2 separate regions of the Capra hircus genome follow, and region 2 is linked to region 1. Evidence: chromatin contacts called from public Hi-C data. All regions are on one chromosome and are shown on one strand. The core of a region is the stretch at or near the end of the contact, and the rest is flanking DNA. Distances in the headings are between cores, read along the strand shown.

Region 1 (2,660 bases), core at 72-2,571:
TATGGAATTTGCGGTGATAAGATTAATTATATGGAGGTTAGTACCTCATAGTACCAGAGCAATAGCAGAAAACAGCCGGGGCATGTTACAGGCGCACAAGAAGCCAGTACGTATTCTCCTTCACCACCTTGGGAGTAAGTTACAGGCATTGATTTTTTCTTTTCTTTTTTTTTTTTAAAGAAAACGTTCTGGGATTTTGAGTAACAGGAGCTAGATGGCTCTTCATGTCTAGTACGCGTAAACAATGTACTACGTGCAACACAACGAAGTACACGTTCATTTACCAAACCCCCAAATTTTACAGATACGCAAGTACCCACGCGCGCGCACACACACTCCAAGCGCCAGTTCACCAACGGGGGACACAAGCAGACACTCACCATTTATTCAGCCACAGAGCGCTTTGCTGTCATTTGACATTAATTCAGAAGGGAATTCAGAAGCCTGCGAGAGAAAGGGGGGGGGGGGAAAGGCACAAGACGTTAGACAACCTTAAGGAGAAAGAACCTCTTAAAAAAAAAATAGTTTAATTTTGAACAGCAAGTTCCAAAAACCCACGTTTATGAATTCAGATTTAGAGGCATTCACATGTCATAACAATTTCACGCACACGACTCCTTCCACAGCAGATTTGTTTTTGTTTTTTTTTAATGACTGTTAACAGGGACAGTGATAAAGTTATTAGCCCGTCTGTAAGTCAGCGACTAGGGCCCGCCGCCTGACACCGGCTCTACCCGAGCATCGCTGGGGGGAGCGGGTCTTACCTGCAAGGACAGGATGCTGATGTCGGTGTTGAGGGTGGTGAGCGGCGTCCTGGACGCCTGGCTCTGCCCGGGTCGCTGGTGGTGCAGGCTAACGATGGTGGGGTGCGAGTCTAGAGCGATCTGCAAGTCCAAGATGTAGTCGATGACGTGCTGCAGGATTTCCATCTTGCTCACCTTCTTGTTTTGCGGGATGCTGGGCACCAGCTCCTTGAGCTTGGAGTAGCAGTCGTTCATGTTGTACAGCAGGCTCATCGGGTCGTCCACTGGGGTTTTGCTCCGGGAGATGCCCAGGCCGTGGTCCGAAAGGCTGTTTTTCCTAACGGACCTCACTGGACTGAAGGCTTTCATGCTGATCGCGGGGAAGGGAAGCGAAGCGATTGGGAGGAGGGAAGCGGGCTGCCCCGAAGCTCAGGCCGCCGCCGCCGCCGCCGCCGCTGCCGCCGCCTCCTGCGAAGGTCGTCGCGCTCGGCACCGCGCTCGGCTCAGAATGAAGCGGAGAGCCCGGCCCGGCGGCTTTTATACGCGCTCGCCGGGGCCACACGACCCGGCTTCCCCGCGACCCCATTGGTGGAAGGCGGCGCGTCCATCAGGCCGGGCGGGCGCGCCCATTGGCAGGTGCGGGCGCGAGGGGAGAGCTCCGTCCTTCCGCGTTCGCAGCCAATCGCCGTGGGGGTGGGCGGAACGGGCGCCAGCCCAGCTGAGGTGGTAAATAGAGTACTGTGAGCGCCGGGCCCAGGGGGACCTGGGGGTGGGCAGGGACCGGGGGACGGCCGAGCGACGGGAGCAGCGGGGCGCGGACGCGGTGGGGGCGGGGACACCCCGGGACCGTAAGTGGGCACCCCAATCCCAATCCCGATCACTAGGCGGGACCCTCCCCCTAAAGGTGCCCCCCGACGGAGGCTGCTACTCCTCCAAGCTTTCAGCATCACTAAGATCACAGCACCCCCGCGGAGTCTGCAGGGCAGAAGGGGAAAGCCACCACGGTTCCCCGCTCCTCCCGGAAAGTCATCAAGACGTTATGGAAAGCATTTCCGAAAAAAGGGAAAACGCAAATAACTTTGCCATCCACAACTGATGTTTGTAGATTGAGATCGGCCTCTTAAGATCAGGAAAAGCTTTATGAAAACAAACCCCAAAACACCCACGCGCGCGCATTTCAACGACAGGTTTAAGTGTGGGATCGTGCAACCCGGAGCAACGCAGAAGACAGTATAGTAAACTGTGAAGTGAGTACTTACTGGATAACTGTGCTGATCGCTAAGGAGCTCGAGACGCGCGGGACCCTTCCTGGGTTCCTTCTCTAACACTGGGAAGGGCTATTATAATAAAGCTATTAATCGGAAATCATTAGGAGTATTTGCATATTGAAGCTGTATTTACATACACTACCCTTGAGAGGCTGCTGGTCCGCTCTGCAGTGTCGGTGGCAAAGCAAGGTGACTAGCTATGCACACATCATGATTTCTGGTGTCACATTTTAGCGCCTGCTGTATTTTTAAAGTTTTGTACAGGTAGGTGGCCCTAGCCACGGTCAATATCTTCACACTGTTTTTAAAAAAATCTATAAGGTACCAGGTTGGGAATCTTCTTAGCACCAGTACTGGAGGCAGCTTCAGGTTGTGTCACCTGCCCTCATCTTTTAAAAAATTTTTCTTTCTAGAAATCTTTTAAGAACTACAGTTTGCAGTTCTTTACTCAAATCCTCTTCAGTGAATTCACACATAATTCTAACTTAACGGAAGACTACAGTAAGTTAGTTGTGTGTTTTAAAAATCATTTTTCTAGAATACAATAAACTAGAAAGTCTGAAAAAGCATTCTATTTTTAAGTGTCTTGTTTACTTTATCTCAATCTGCATCTCCTCGGCCTTTAAGAAGGAAAAGGAGGGCAGAACTG
Region 2 (2,660 bases), core at 66-2,565, 1.0 Mb after region 1:
AGTAAAAGCCAAACCTTTCAAGGAGCTCCAAGGTATTACGCGATCTGGCCCCACGTTATTGCCTCCATCTCATCAGGTGTTGTACTTGCATTGGTTCCTGTGGCTTCACTTTTTTCTTTGCTGTGATCAGCACACCAGGTACACCGATACTAAACCCCTCAGGCCACTCACACTCATGTCCTCCCAAACTAGAAGGATCTTCCCCACGTGTCCACTGGTTCCCATATTTCCTTCAAGGCTCTACGCAGATGGGAGGCTTTCTCTATCCACCACATACATTTTTTAAAATATATAATTCAATTTGTTAGGCTTCATAGTTCTCTAGATCATTTATCATCATCAGATAAATTATAAATATATTTTAAATTAAAGACTGATCCCACAAGGGCAGCACTTTCTGTGTTACTCATTGCTGTACCTGGGATACCCACTATAACCACTCTCACACTGAATATATATTTATTCAATCAATATATGAAGTCTTTCACTAGTACTAATAGCTTATAGATTATAATTGTTTCTGTGTAGAACATACTTTATTTGTACTTAAGAGCAACTGTATTTGTTACAAGTGCAAGGAAAAGAGGCTTTAACACATTTCCTTCCTACTGTCCAGTCCAACCCACATATTTGTTGCCGTTACTCAGTTGCTCAGCTGTGTTCATCTCTTTGTGACCCCATGGTCTGCAACATGCCAGGCTTCCTTGTCCTTCACTATATCCTGGAGTTTGCTCAAATTCCTGTCCATTGAGTCAGTGATGCTATCCAACCATCTGATCCTCTGTTGCCCCTTTCTCCTGCCTTTTCCAGTGAGTTGGCCTTTCACATCATGTGGCCAAAGTATTGGAGCTTCAGCTTCAGCATCACTCCTTTTAATGAATATTCAGGGTGGAGATGCCAAAACGCTTCTTGCTGGATGGTTGGGTGGCATCCACAGATACTTGACACAGAAGCTTGGACTATAGTTCCGGGTGTGGTATGGGTGCCACTCTCTCTCGGGCCCATGTATTCTTCCATGTCTACAAGGGTAGGCACTGCAGAGCACACAAAGATGAATGTCACCAGGACCCAGTCCTCAGGGAGATCCAGGACTAGGAGGGAGGTATCTTCAGCTGCATGAGGGGCAGTCGCACTCGATAATGCAGTGGGGTCGTCCCTATACCTTAGGGCTGACTCAGAGCAGAGTCGTGGGTTGGGACACCTGAGGGCACCACGATGGACCTGGCCACGCTCAGGCGCATGGAGCGCACACCTGCGATGACGTCACGCCTGGGCTCACCTGCCTGAGCGGAAGGCCTCGGGGGATGCTCGGGCGGCTGGGGGAAGGCGCGCACCTGCCACCGCCCCATACCTACGGAGGCCTTGCCAGTGCCCAGCCAACATAGGCAGGTCTCTGTGCCTTGGTTCTGTGTGTAAAATAATGATTCAAACCAAGCCCTATGTTGAGAGGACTAGGAGATGGATGGACCTGAAAGACACTGGCACTTGATACTTAGTAAAAACTCAATGATTATGAATCCTTGCTATTTATATTAAAGAGAAGCAAAATACCCTGGAGAAGCACCATGGCTACCCAGAAAGTTTGGGAAAAGTTTGGAAAGCACAGCCAGTTAAGCCAGGATTCTAAAGATGAATGAGATTCAACAGACGGGGACAGTTGTATGGATGCAGAAAGTTTTCCAAACCAGGGACTGGGCTGAGCAAAGGCGCTGGGCAGGGAATGCATAGTGGGTGTGAAGCTGAGTGGGGAGAAGTGGGGAGAAGCTGGGTGCTCCCGGAAGTCATCCAGCCAGCGGACAGAATCAGGGCATGCACTTGGGTTTGTCCAGGTTTGTTTGTCACCTTCCGAGTGTCTCGTGTGTATTTCTCCAGTGTGTCCAGGATTCTGGCTTTATGCACCATGTGAGAAGCCCTACACCTTAGAGCTGACTCAGAGCAGAGACGTGGGTTGGGACACCTGAGGGCACCAAGATGGACCTGGCCGCGCTCAGGCGCGTGGAGCTCACACCTGCGATGACGTCACGCCTGGGCTCACCTGCCTGAGCGGAAGGCCTCCGGGGATGCTCGGGCGGCTGGGGGAAGGCGCGCACCTGCCACCGCCCCACAAACGCCGCAGTGAGAGGCCGCTGATTAACATGCAGAGCCCCGCGAGAGGGCGAGGTGCCGCAGCTGGACAGCAGCTTCTCCCGGCCGTTTGAAAAAGCCTCTCTCACAGCTGGAGATAAAATAGCCCCGGTGCCACTGGCCGGCCATTGTGAACAGCAAAGGGTCCTTCTTCTGGCGGAAGCAGAAGTTCACCCAGCTGTCAAGGATTTGAAATGTAAAAACCCCAGGCCTCCTGGGGGAGGGGAGAGGACAGAGGCCACGTCAGAGGAAATGCAAGCTGCTCTGGGGGTTGAGGAAACCGTGGGCTGAGGCAGTTCACTTTGAGCAATCAATAAGGCTTTCAGAGAGCGGCGGAGAAAAAACAGTTCCGGAGAGAGGGCAGCGAGCTCTGGGCCAGGAACTGCTTCTATCCCTCCTGCCGGGGGTCTGCAGCCTTCGGGATCCCTGGCGCCAGGAGGCCAGACTGAGCTGACCGCAGTGGAAACGTGGTGCCTGGGTGTCTTACTCCTTTCTGCCCACCTCCTGCAGAAAGATGAAGTCCCAGACATCAGGAG

What was found. A called contact is a pair of places that touch in the nucleus more often than the background predicts.
Region 2: a Hi-C map of blood shows a contact between it and region 1, with 4 times the contacts expected there. The contact joins the enhancer-like site here to the promoter of ID2 in region 1. A contact is called at or near these places in 2 of 5 Hi-C or Micro-C datasets (both in blood).

Annotation. Positions count from the first base shown.
Region 1 is chr11:88,212,815-88,215,474 of ARS1.2, forward strand. ID2 (DNA-binding protein inhibitor ID-2) reads right to left here and starts at 1,322. Exons shown (of 3, transcript XM_005687031.3): 1 at 765-1,322; 2 at 381-444. The coding sequence starts at 1,112. The coding sequence ends at 388.
Region 2 is chr11:89,251,741-89,254,400 of ARS1.2, forward strand. No RefSeq gene overlaps it. Among named protein-coding and RNA genes, the nearest start is that of RNF144A, 380 kb to the right of the region's middle. Within about 2 kb of position 1,316, at least 2 of the 5 cell types and tissues checked have an H3K27ac peak or open chromatin away from gene starts, as enhancers often do.